Regions from separate parts of the Anser cygnoides genome. Here region 2 is linked to region 1. Evidence: chromatin contacts called from public Hi-C data. All regions are on one chromosome and are shown on one strand. The core of a region is the stretch at or near the end of the contact, and the rest is flanking DNA. Distances in the headings are between cores, read along the strand shown.

The links. A called contact is a pair of places that touch in the nucleus more often than the background predicts.
Region 2: a contact with region 1 is called in a Hi-C map of liver, with 1.8 times the contacts expected there. The contact joins the enhancer-like site here to the promoter of PLD1 in region 1. A contact is called at or near these places in 3 of 7 Hi-C or Micro-C datasets (all in liver).

What each region holds. Positions count from the first base shown.
Region 1 is chr9:21,781,408-21,788,440 of Taihu_goose_T2T_genome, reverse strand. PLD1 (phospholipase D1) reads right to left here and starts at 4,799. Exons shown (of 27, transcript XM_048059580.2): 1 at 4,642-4,799.
Region 2 is chr9:21,817,357-21,823,942 of Taihu_goose_T2T_genome, reverse strand. PLD1 (phospholipase D1) reads right to left here. Exons shown (of 27, transcript XM_048059580.2): 16 at 6,493-6,586; 17 at 4,399-4,527; 18 at 4,022-4,140; 19 at 3,749-3,862. Among named protein-coding and RNA genes, the nearest start is that of TNIK, 31 kb to the left of the region's middle. Within about 2 kb of position 2,147, at least 2 of the 3 cell types and tissues checked have open chromatin away from gene starts, as enhancers often do. A contact at or near this core is called in liver, where this site is marked.

The DNA.
Region 1 (7,033 bases), core at 3,550-6,049:
GCTTGTGTAAAGAGAACTTAAAAAAATAAAAAATAAAAGCAGTGAGGCTGCCTTTAGCCAGTCAGCACGGTGACAACCCACTGCCACGGCCAGCTCGCCCCAAGTTACCGGCAGCAGGCAGTTAATCCCTGCCGCTGGTTTAATTTTCCCACGGGCACCCCTGGAGGCTACCACCCAGCATCAGCCCGGCGCACGCTGAACCACGCCGGCGCTGCGAGGTGCAGCTGCTTCGCCAGGAGATGCGGCTGCCGCTGCGTGCCCGCGAGAGGGTTTGTCCTGGCTGGGGGGAACAGTCAGAAGTGAGCTTTTCCAACTAAAAAGCCATCTGCCCATCTCACCAGGCAGACCTCCGGGAAGCGGCCCCGTGCCGAGTCATTCCTGCGTGCCCGTGACCCACGCGGCCGGAGGCACGGGAAGCCTCGGGACACGCCAGCGGTACGAGAAGCGCCGAGAAGCAAGCTCCTGCAGCACGGGGTAGGCAGGAACAACACCTGGATGTGAATCATCCGCTTGCAAGGACTTGGACAGAGAGCATCACGGCGCCGAGCTGGGGGATCTTGTCTGCCTGACGCTGCCTTCTGTGCCCCCGCACCGCGAGGCTCGGCCGGGAGAAGAGCGGTGCCGCTGTGCCCTGCGTCCCCCCCAAGCAGGACCCCCCGGGGGCAGCACCGGTCCCAGGGGTGCCCGGGGAAAGCTCCAGCAGCAGACTGGTCCCATTTCACCCAAAAAGCCCCCACCTCACTTTGCACTGGCGGAAGTAAAAAGATAAGTCAGGAATCGGGCCCCCTCGCAGCTGGCGCGGGGAAAACGCAGCCAAGGAAATCACATCTCGGTTTGTGTTCCACCGCCAGAGGTGCAAACAGGGAGAGTAGCTCCCTGCTCCAGGAATATTCACTGCTGTCAGCACCACGCAAACAGGCCTCCACGCCCAAGGAAAAAGCCTCTTTCTGTTGGGTAAACCTGCAGATAGCAAGGAGGATTTTCGTCTTCTCCAGCTCCCTGCTCCGCACCTCCTCTCGCAGACGCTTTCCGTACCAACCCCCATCTTGCTCGGTGGGACACGGAGGGTCGGACGCCCTTCTCTTCGGCGAACTGCCCGCCCCAGCTCTGTTCACATCTCCTTTTTATTGCATACTTTCTCCCTAGATAGTCAGCTCCTTATGGCTGTGGACAATTTCTTATTTTATCCACACCTCCTCTGCCAAAAAGAAGGGAAGGAGGAGGCGGAAGAGACGCCACTCTTACACAAGGATAACTAAAGCAAACCGGCTACCTTGCTGTCAGATCCTAGCAGAGGAACGCACAGTTTTATTTGCTGGAGCTCGACAGGGTCAGCGCTGTGTCCCCGGAGCACAAAGGGAGGGCTCTGCAGGAGAACGGCTGCAGGAAGGCGATCAGGCAGAGAGCAGCGAGGTGTGAACGCCGCACGTGCCCAACGTGGCTCCGTGCAGCCACAGGACGTGCGCCTGGGAGATGCTGCCGGGTCTGCCAGGTTGTGACCTGCAATGCTCCCATCCAGCCCCACTCTTCGACATATTTTCTTGGCAATAAAGCCAGCACACGACTCGATAACCACCCCAAGATAGCAAGCTTATCTCGATATTAAACACCTGCACCCCTTTCCGGCAGCAAACCCTGGCTGCACGCTGTGTTTTCACGCTGGATGGGCACGGCATGCTTGGTGTCGCAGCAGCAGCAGGTCCTTGGCTTAATGACTCCCTCTCCTCCTGGCCCCTTTTTTAGGGAGTCCCTCCCGTCGTGGGAGCACCAGCCACCAGCCAGCTTCCCCCACGCCTGCCCCGTTCCGTTAACCCCCAGCCCGTGCTGTTTATCTGCTCCGGCAGCCTGGGAGCGCTGAACGCCACCACGGCACACGGGCACCAGCAGCAGGGCTGAGCGAAGGGCTCGGGGCGGTGGTGGCACTGCACGGTGCCGACCCCAACGATTAGATATCTCCTGCTATTATCGTGTGGAAACAGAAAGCTCTGAATCCTGAAGGCACAAATATATATATATATATAAAACACAATTTATGATCTGCAAACCCATGCTTTTACCTCCTCCACGCCCCCCTGGGAGGCAGGGGCTGGGCACGTGTCCCCTACCACGAGGGCATCGGCTGCCTCCCACCACCCTGGACACCCTGTGTCGAGTGGGTGGGAGACACACGCACAGCATGGTGCGTGTTTTGGAGAGAAAAGCTGGGAAACGGAGCTTTTTTCCCCCACTCCCTCTGCTTTCCAGGGTGCCTGCACGCAGGGAGCTGGTACGGGCATCTGGCAGCCGCCCACGGGGCCCTGGCAGCAAGCAGCAGGGCAGAGGTGCCCAACCAGATATCTGTTAAAAACAAACTACGTGCAGATATATAAGATAACACGTAATAAATATATAAGGATGTATTTTCTGTCTGCACGCATCTCCACCCTGCAGCTCGGCGGGGCCAGCTCGGGCCGCCCGGCAGCAGGGCACACACAGACCCGCTGGGCTGCGTGCCAGCCCCTCGCACATCCCACGTCCCAGAGGGCGCAGGAACGGCGCGGCAAGCAGCACCTGAACACCACCCGAAATACCAAAACAGCCTTCTTTTCAGCAGAAAAGCTCGGCAAGGTTTGGGGAAGGGGAGGCAAAAAGAATGAAACCGCGGCTTCCGTCAGCCCCAGCCGTGACCAAGTCTCTTTCGGTCCCTGCAGGAGTTTTCACAGCTCAGGACAGGCGAGAGCAAGTTAAAAACACACCATGGGTTGTCAGACAATGGGAGGAAATGGCGTGAAGGGCTGGCTCCTGCCCTCCTCACTCTGCAGAAGCCTCGACAAGCAGCAGGTAACCGCTGCCACAAGACGCTCCGGCAAACCAATGCCCGGAGAAGCTCAGATTGCTTCCCGGGGACTGATGTAGGTCCCCGGTAAAACACTGGTTCCCACTCAAACCAGTTTTTAAAATCATCCTTATCTTTTAAATGACTTCCTTCAAAACAGCCGTGCTGGTGTGGAGCTGGAAAGCCACCTGTCTGCAGCAAAGCTGGCAGCAGACGGGAGCCGCTGGTGGCAGCGCGGTGCTGCCCGCAGCCCGCTCGCTGGGCAGAGCCGGAGCAGAGCGATGCAGGAGGCTGTATGAGCATCAGGGACTGGCATTCACTTTGCCATTCCACTTCCCGGGAACACAATTTGTGGCAGTACTGGCAGCGAGTGTTATTTCCCCTGATATTTCTTTCCCTGAAGGTTTGCTGGCTTGCTTTAAATCAATTAGCAGAGAAAGAGTAAGTGGAAAAAACCAAGTTCGGTCCATGCCTAGCAAATAAAGGGGGCACGACCACACTTCTTTGCAGAGATTTTCAAGGAAGACGTTTCTCAAATCACGTCCTGAGAACAGACCCACTAAAACACCAGATCCTTCCTCTCCTGCAGACACACCTGCAGTCTAAAGAGCACCTCATAAATTACAGGGGATAACAAAGTCAAGTTGACACAGGCCTTTACAATCTGCTGTTAGCAAAAGTAGTAAAAATTTCCAGCTGAGGCATGTGATTGCAGGCCGCTCCACAACAGGGTGATTTCACCAGCAGAGATCACCTACCTCAGACTTAGGAATTTGTCCTTCATTTATTTATACGTAAAACCATATCCTCAGCAGCTAAAAGTGGCAGCTCTGATCCTGGGAAACTCTTCCCCAGCCACGAGAGCTGCCCGTGTCCCCCTGCCCCTGAGCTGGGGCTCCTCGCAGCCGAAACAGCACCAGGGGGGCCCAGGAGAAGTCCCTGGGGTGTTTTTTTTTTTCCAGACCAGAGCCTCGAAACCAACTCTCAGTAGTCCTGAAGGAGGATGCTAGGTACCTGGACGAAATTGAACGTGCACACGGGTGGTTTAGCGAGACCCTTCAGCCTTCCCCACGTGAGCTGAGCCTGGGCAGAGGAGAAGCGTGCTGCCGGGAGCCGCCCGGCTTTGGGACGCGCTAGCCATCCCCGGGGATGAAAGTCCCCGGTCACCTGCGAGCCACTCTCACGGGCACACGCTGTCAGACACCAGCGGCTGCACGGGGTGGGGAAATAGGATTTTTTTGGGCCATTCAAGCCCCTTGAATCGGCGTCTCCCCTCCGGGCTGCCCGGGAGCAGGGCGCGGTGGCTCCCCCGGCGCGGTGGGCGCCAGCCCCGGCCTCGGGCAGCCCAAACGCGGCCGGGACGAGCGAGACTCAGCCAGCCCCGACGGCCCCAAAACCCACCCGGGACCTCGGGGCCGGCCTCGGCCGTGTCCCGGGCCCGCTCCCAGGCGTTTCGGGGCTCCAGATGTGCCCCGAGCCGGGCAGGAGCGCGGCGATGCGGGCGGGCACCGGAGCTGGAGGCGACAGCGCGGCCACCCGGGTCCCCACCCGGGTCCCCACCCGTGTCCCGAGCCCTGTCCCGAGCAGTCCCGAGCCCTGTCCCGAGCCCTGTCCCCACCGCCCCCCGCTGCAACCCCCCCCGCACCAAGGCGCCGCAAGCCCCCTGCAAGCCCCGGGAGCGAACTTTGCAGCCACGGGGAGACCCCCACGGGCGGCGCCCCCCGGCTTTAACCCCCCTACCCCATAACCCCCTTTCCCCTCAGCCCCCCGTACCCTCTAACCCCCCCTCTAACCCTCCCTTGTCCCCCCCCCCGGTCCCCACCAACCTCGTGCCCCCGGGGGAGCGGCGGCCTCATGGTGCCCAGTCCCGGCTCGGGGCCGCGCCGCAGCCCCCAAAAACCCAAAACCAGCAGCCTCAAAACCCCAAAGGCAGCAGCCCCAAGCCCAGGGCCGGCTCCCCCCGGGCGGGGCGAGGCGAGCCCCAGCCCCAGCCCCAGCCTATAGCGGCCACTTGCGGGGAAACCACTCCCCGTGCGCCGGGACAGCGCCGGGGGGGGGCTGCTGCTGGCGCTTCGGGGCGGGGAGACCCCTTGTCATGGGGGGGGGGGTAATTAAAAGGAGCGCTTAATTGGGAGGGGGGGCTGCTTGGGCATTCCCCCCCAGCACGGGGACGCAAAGCTCGCCTTCCTTCTTCCCCTTCCGCAGCCAGTTTGGGCAGGGGAAGGAGGCTTGCCCCCCCCCCACTAAGGAATTGGGTTTGGCACGGGGGGCACAAGCGCGTGCACACCCAGGCTGAATGAAACGCAGCGGTGCCACCGTTAGCGCTGCACAACTTAAGGATCACATTAAGGTCACATTCTGCGTGGGTCTGAGCGGTACGCGGCTGCAAACCCTGCGTTTCTCACGTCGCTTCCATCCACAAAGCCCTCGCTAATCACAAAGGCGCAGATTTTGTAGGAACAGGGAAAAAATTTTTGTGCTCAAGAGAAGCACCGAGCCGACACGCGGAGAAGCGACACCCCTCCGCACGCTGGGCAGCTCGGGCAGCCCCGCACGCTGCCCCAATCCTGGCTGCAGCCCAGCTCCCAGCCCTGCAGCCGTACGGGGGGCGTCCCGGGGGCTTCTTCCAGGGAATTCAGCGCTCCCACTTCTGCCCCTACGGCAAGGCTTCGGTGCGGTTGTGATGGTTTTCTTCCTTAAAGGATTTATTTTGTTTTGTTTTATTTAAGTAGCAAGGAACTGAGCCGTGCCCCTCAGACCCAGACGGATAAATAACCCAACTTCAGGTACAGATAGTGCCCTGGCAGTGCGATATTGAAGCGTTCCCACGTTCCCCAGCACAGCTCCAGGCTGGGCCACCAGCACCAGCACCGTTTCCGAGCCCACCTGCCCCACGTCCGCTCCGTCTGTCCAGGCGGGGTTTGCTCTGGCTCGGCTGACTTTCTGCAAACACCGTGAGTGCCGCCCTTGGCACTTAAAATCACACTCAGAAATCTGAGCCGGCTGCCCGAGAGCGCCGCAGCACGGCTCGTCCGCTCCCAGGGCGCTGAGCCCGGGCAGGGCCGCGCGCAGCACCTGCGGAGAGCGCCTCGCCGCTCTTCCCAGCGCCTTCCCTGAGCCAGGGGCAACCCACGGAGCGCATCCCGGGCAGAGGCCTCCTAAAACACCCCGGGGAAACGCAACGGTGTCGGGCGACCACAGAACGGGCGAGGCTGGGATTTCTTTTGCTCTCTGTTCCCACCTGACTTTCGGTCTCCAGAAGCTTCCCCACAGCTCTCTGAGGACGCTGGCCACCGTCACAGGGGATGCCAGCTTCGCTCATCTACCGCGAGCCGCTGGTGCCAGGAGCGCACTGCGTACGGGTCACACAGGGAGCGATGCGGCTGGGTCCTGGAAAAACCAAGGTGACAATGTTAGCAACCTTTGCTTTCCTTTACTTTTTTTTTTTCTGCATTTTATTCATGTCTCTCCTTCTCTTTAAATTTTTTTGTTGTTGTGCCTAATGAGTTGGCCCGAAGTGGGGATGCGTAAGGCACAGAGACATCTGCAGAAGGGCTTTTCGAGGACTGCTGAGAGCCTGCGCTGCTGCCCACCAAACCCAACCCTCCAGCTGAAAGACCGCCCAGGAGAAGGAATGGGGATTATTACTATTCATTTTTTCAGATGAGGCCCCCGACCCCAGTCTCACTCACCGCTTGGCACCACAGACAACGGTGGTGGCCAACGAGGGGAGGGGAGGAAGCCACAGTCTTGCACCTGGAAATGCAGTCTCCCCTCCACCCTTGGGCAAAAAGCAGTTTTGCCCAGGCGCTGGCACACAGGAGGGTGCCCCACTCCTCAGCCATTTCGGAGGAGTCCTGCTTGGGATTGCCCTGACTCGGTGAACGCAGATACCACCCGAATACAGGCATTCACCCGCCTAATTCTTCTCACCAGGGTGCTTTCCCCGAGTGAAATGACCACAGCTACACCAGTACGATCCCCAGAGCTGTGTTATTCACGGTGTCACAAACGCCAGGCTGTTTCCCCAGCCCGGGGCAGCCAAACAGCCACACTTCAGCTGCAACTGCTCACAGCAGCCGACACTTTCTAGGTTCAGCAAAGTGTCAAAGACGGCGAAAACACACAAACAAAGGAAAAAGCCATCTATCTCTTGAGCCGAGCACTCTTCCGCCCGTCCTTCTTGGCTGCAGCCAACCTGGAGGAGCCTTTTTCCTC
Region 2 (6,586 bases), core at 898-3,397, 38 kb before region 1:
TGTTGCCGCTTTGTTCCTCTCTCCCAACAAAGCAGCTCTACACGAATTAGAAGTAGCAAAGAAGACCTGCTCTTGCTTAAGGTCTTACAATAAGCTGTTTTAAAAACAATCTGAATTTCCAAGCTTTAGGGGTGCATATCTGATCGGTGACCTCTCCTCTGCAGCTATTTTTAAAGCTGAGGTCTCCAGCTGGGTCAAAGCCTTTTCCTACAGTAATAATTCCTAACAATAATGTACATAATTATTCAGCCAGCTTGATAATGCTGACCACATCTTTGTCGCGTGCACCTGAGGTCATTTATTTCTCCTACACAATTCTTGCAACAGCCACCCACTTTGCGACGATACGACTTTGAACATTCATAGCAGTCCAACTGCCCAACCTGACTTATTTATTTGTGCTGGAAATCCCCTTCTAAAGCGGATCCTGCAAGGTCCCCAGGGCACGTTCTCCCCCTGCAATAGCACCAGCACCAACCCAACGTGAGCCAGCTCATCTGCTCGTGCCCTCGGCTGCGTCCAGCAGCCTGGTGGCAGCCCGAGCCCCCTGCCACCACAGCTGCCTCCGGCGCAGCGCGACCAGCAGTGAGGGCATGCCCCGAGCGACGGTCTCCAAGATGAACACGTCGTTTTTAATTACGTGTCGGTAGTGCTCAGGGACAGTAATTAGTCTTGATTAGCCTCAGTCTTTAAATGTTGTCAAGATAAAAACGTGGAAACGATAGCCTTAAAATATCGCAAAACTGCCATCAGAGCAGCACAGCAGTTCATTCATACGCAGGACAAGATCCAAACAGCGTGGACCTGTGAAATGTGTGAGTATGTGAAAAAACAAAACAAAACAAAACAAAAACTGTCCTTTTCTGGGGCTCAGCCTCATTTTTTCCTGGAAATCCCTCCGGCAGATTTCTTTTCCTTCCCCACGTCCAGCTCCAGCTTTGGGTTTGCTCCGTAATACCATCCCTGTCTGACACCTTCGCCTGGAGCCCTGCTATTACTTTGTGGTCGCCATCCACCACCAAAGGTGTGCTGCTGGCTGTAGCCCAGCTGAGGGCCTTCGGGGGGCAATTAATTTCCCTAACAGCTGGGGCAGCGACCCAGCAGGGAAGGCTGGGCACTGCCAACCCCTCACCCCAAGCACCACAGCAGAGTCAGTGCAGCTTCATCTCTCACTCCTGGAGACCCATCCTTTCCAGACGGAGTGCTTTAAATGAACTGCTTTAAACCTACGCTGCTTTGCTCAGGAGAAAATGTCGTGAGCTACTCGCAGCCCCACCACCAAGAGCTCCGTTCTCCTTCCTCTCCCCTCAGCGACATCTCACACAGCAGTGCCAAGTGCTGTGCCAGGTTTGTCATCTCCAGCTCCTCTAACTGACACAAGAGTAATAAATTTTCAGCTTGCTCTGGGCTAAATCATAAATCCTGGACAATGCAAGCTCTCCCGCAGACTTCAAAGAGGTGTGGTGGGCTTTGGTCATGGACAGGGCACTAAATCTTCATTGCACTTACATCACGAGCTGGATATTGCCTCACCGCGCCACGTCTTCTGCAGCGCTATCTTTGGCTGATAACTGCAAGCGCTAGAATGGAAATAGAGAAGGGAACAAACTGGCACTGCCTTTGGCAGCAGGCCTTTTGAGTCTTGCAAAACCCGTGTGCAATCGCAGCGTTACTGTGAGCAAAGCCCCAAAGTTCAGACGCGAGAGGATGACGGATTGTGCCTGAGCTCCCAGCCCACACCTCCACGGCGCTGCCCACGCGCTGCACTCAGCCCCTCTGCCCACGCGGGAGCTCTGCCAGCACTGATCCTGCCCACCCTGCCTTCTAAAAACCCTCCCTAAAATGCACTTTCCTGCTCCTCTCTGCAAAGGAGAGCAAAGCCAGATGGTACAACGAGGTCAGAGACTGTTGACGACAGGTCAGCGGCGCAGTCCAGCAGTACCAGTGCAATCCCCACAGATCCTTTGTGTTTTCTCTGCCTCTGATCTGCCCACAATTGAAGACAGATTTGCAGACAGGCTCAGAAACAAGAAAACCCTCAGCCAGATATTCTACAGCCACCCCACACCCAGGGACACTCGGGGCAGTAACTTCTGCTCTGACATTTGCCTGTACAGCCCCTACCCAGCACCAAGGCAGGATAACGTGGGCTTGGCTGGTGTCTGAACAAAGGATTCAATATCAGGACCCTGAGGGGCCTCTAAAAGCTGCAACGGGGCATAAATTATAAATGAGCGAGGTGGTTTCAAATTAATAATTCACAAGACAAACCTGCTCTCTTTTCTCTATTTGCAGCATCAGTGAGAGCGGCCCGCAATTTCCTGGAACTGCCAGTTACTTGCCATGCCCCCAAAACATCGCGACGAGGCTGCACATCACCAGGTAGCGCTAGCACCCAGGGCAGGCAGCAGTCACCGTGTTGGCACTGGGGGCTCGATGCACATCTCCTCCTCCTCCACCACGGGCTGATGCGCTCAGCCAGCAGCCCTGAGGCATGGGGCCCAAGGAAAGTCAGAGCTGGGGCTGTGCTCAGGGTGGTTTCTCCTCTGGGAGCTGCTTCCAGCTTTGCAATCAGCAGAGCCTAACTTTGGGGCCCATCATTTAAAAGCTGAGTCTTATCTTGAGGTTCGAATGTGTGCTCTGGGGAAACAAACCCCCTTGCTTCCGTGAGAGCCAAGTTTCCAAAGAAGCTGGTGTCACGGACACAGCCGGGGAGGTATTGCAGCCACAGAGAAGCATGATGATGCCTGGAGTGAGACCATTTCTCAACAAGCTGCAAACGTTGTTTTGGCATTTGATGTGAAATGCTCAAACCCGTTTGCATGAGACAAGGATGACACACACTCCCGTGCTGGCCACCCCTCACACCACGTGGCAAGGCACAGACAATGCCCTGGCAGCCCACAGACTCAGAAAAATGCATCTTGTTACACCAAGCTTCCCCAAGCGCTGCTGTCATCTGGGTGGACGACTCCTTACGAACAGCAGAGGCATGCATTTTTCCTGGTTTTGGTCTAAGCCATTTTATTTCATGCATCTCTTGTCCACAGAGGCACCCTATTGCCTTGCTGCTTCAGCGTAACTGTTTTGGCTTTCTGTTCCTCAACAAGTTTCTGCTGGTTAACGCTTGTATTCAATATTTGCACCAAAAATAGCTAACAGCTTTTAAATACAGCTCTTTGCAATCCTGACTGTGAGGATGACTGTCAGAAACAAGACTGGGCTGAGTGTGCAGAGGACCCGTAGGACTTAGCGGCTACATAACAAAATGCAGATGAAGTTCAACATAGGAAGCAACAGCCATGAGACTCCTCTTAATCCTTGGCTTTAACTGACCCATCAGGACAAGGCATTGGGAGCCTGGCAGACATCTCTGAGAAAATCTGGGATAAGCACTCAGTGGCCAGCCCTGACCCACCCAGGACACAAAACCAAATGCTGGGCATTAGAAGAAGAGCAGCAGAAAACAAACCAGAAAACTACACAGCTGTAAAAGTCATGGTGCTTCCATAACTTGAGTACCACATGCTGTTCAGCCCTCTTATCCCCAAAGATGGAGGCATAAATTAACGCATCTTTTTTTGAAGAGTCGCATTATTCTATCGTAATTGAAGATCTGACCACCTATGCCACGAGCTAAATTAAGTAGGAGTTTTTCATTTTATAATTTTAAGTGGTGATACTTCCTTCTGGCAAGATGGAGAAAGCTCTCTCAGGGGGAGATGAGCAGGAGACCATCAGCACCCACCTGGACGGTGGCATGAACAGCCTCAGGCACCTGGTACTTCAGTTCGTTGGCAGTTTGCTGAGTCTTTGGCAACAGGAATGGGTAGGACAGGGATCGGTATTTGGGCTTCATGATCTGCCAGGGGGGAAAAAGAAAAGAAAAAGTCCTTGAAGAGACTGAAACAGAGCAGAGTAACACACAAACGAAAGCAAGCATGCCTGTGGAGGGCAGGTGGACGAGGCACGCTGAGCGGGGCTGCATGCCGTGCTGCCAGCAGCAACGCCCCCTCCCCACCTTGGTGAAGTTCCAGCGCTGGATGAAGTGCCGGGCCACGTCGCGCGCCGCTTTGCCGTGCACCACGGAGGAGATGTCATGCCAGGGCATCCTGGGGGTGGTGTATCTGTCAATGAAGTCTGCGGGACAGGAAAGCACATTTGGACCTCTTCAGACAAAGGACACAAACGGGGAAAACCGCGGCATCCCCCTCCTCAAACTAAAGCCCTCTGGGACGTGGCACCAGGGGCTGTGCAGGCTGATCTGGACGCACCGTGCAGTCACCCACAGTCACATCCAGGGACCGTCAGAGCAGAGCTGGCCCTTTCCAAGGGAGCTTTGCTGCTGCTTCCCAGCAGCCAAACCCAAACGGTCTCATGACTTCCAGAGGCACTTACCGGCAAAAGGTTTGTCAAGCTGAACCCAGTCTTTAAAGACGAAGTTGCAGTAGTCTTTGCCGTGCCAGAACCTGGTTTCCCCGAGCAGCTCGCCAACACCCGTCTTCAAGCTGCGGATGGATCCTTTATCTGCCACGGGCAAACAAAACAAAAACACACACTCCAAAGTCATGGCTGTCCCTCGCACAGCACTGGTGACAGACCCACAGAAAAGCACCGGTGGGACTTGCCAGTCCCGGTCAGCTGAGGCCATTTTCTCCCTAGTCTTTCAGTTGCTTTCAGAGAGGCATTTTAGTATTTCTTCTTCCCATTTTAATATTTGTTATATGACCAGGACAGGCTGTATATATCTGAGTGTGTTATGGAACCAAAATGCTGAATTCTCTCTACACTGGGCCTAAAAATTACCCCGTAATTATTTGTCTTTCCACCTAAATGTTACCATGGGGGAGTCCACTCCCAGCTGTGACTGACCTTAGTGGATCTGTGTACAATAATGTCACGTATATCATCTACCAAATGTGTTTTACAATGCTAACTCCAACTTTTCTGCTAGATGGTTTGAGTTTCACTCTACAGTAGGGTGTATTGCCTGTAATATAAGCTAGTCTTTATTAACTAGAATGCAATGATTTAAAAGTTTCCTCATTAAATATTGTGGTTTGGTTTTTGTTTTTGCTTTTCAGATAACAATGTCATCTTTTGATATAATTTGATATGTTGGGCAAATGAATCTAGAATTCCAAACTGATGGTGATTAAAAATAGTCTAAAATGTCAAGGACAGGGATATTCCCCTCCTAACAAAATTTCTTTTCCAGAGCTCATATGCTGAGTGCAGGGTGAACTCTTTTTCCTTCCCCTAAGCAAACCAGCAATGTGGGCTTATACCACAGACATTTGACTAGCATTATTTCCTTAGCCTGAGAGCAGCCTTCACCTAGCGTATCAGACACTGGTGCCACAATTACACAGTAACGTGTCCATCGCAGAAGTCTTCTCCCAACCCAACCACATCACCAGTAACCACAGCAAACCCCTTCCAATACGCACTAAGCCCAGGGTACACAAAGCAAGCCCTGCCAGCACTGTCACGACTGCTGCCGAGCCGAGCCGAGCCATGCCAGGAACGCCATGCAGAGGCATGCAGCACGGCCGCCGCACGAAGCACGAGTGTAGTGAGAGTCCAGGTGGAGCTGGGGAATCGCTGCCCCTGCACGCTCCGATGGGATGGATGGGGCATGCTGCCGAGTCAAGATGCACTTCACGGCCTGAGCTTTGGTGACAGCACTTCGACTCATGAATGAGCATGAGGTGACCACAGTGGGGATTGCACTCCATTTCCACGGGAAGCAAAGGCAGCTGTTCCTTGTTACATGCCACTACTCTGTAATAACCATTTTAAAATTGGCGACTCAGGCCTTACAGGGAGATACTAAGAGGAAAGCGTTGAAGAGCTGCTCCTCATTCTGTACTGAAACTCAACAGTGTCTAGATGGGGTACTGCATTTAGAAAGCCCTTTCAACAGCACCTTTTGTCATCAGTCCAGAGACCAGAGATCAGAACAGCTCAGTGCTCCTGACTACCCAGCTCCTTTCTCAATCAAGGATGCTTTCACAGGCTTTAGTAAGAGCCAGAACGGGGGCCCAAGTCTTCTTCATCCAAGCATAGGTCTGGCAGCTGCCACCTTGCTGTTTTTCCCCTCTCTGGGTTTGCCCTCCTGCATTAGGCTCACTTTGAAATATCCAATGCAGCAGTCCCCATTTCCAGTAACAAGCCCCTTCCTTTACGGGAAGAGAGCTGCTGAAAAAATCATATTCCAGAATCAGAGCTAGTTTCTCAGCTGTTCCCTGACATTAGTGCAATTAAAAAAATTATTAATTTTAAATGATTTTTTTTTGTATTATGCTGCAGGTTTTTAAACACCTGAAGAAGACGTTTCTGTGAGGATGTCTTTGGAGGGGTGATAAGGATGAGACAAGAAGCAGCACAGGCTGATCCTGGCACCCAACCTAACTCTCACCGTAGCTACAATGCAAAAACATCAGCAGCTGAAGCCTGAAGGGGGCTGCACCTCTGCCTTCCTCCACTTACCCTCCTGAGGCTCAGCGAGCCCCTGTTTGGATTCAGTGTGGTGATGGAACATTCTCAGGTGGGGCTTTAAACTCTGGATTAAATTCGGTTGACT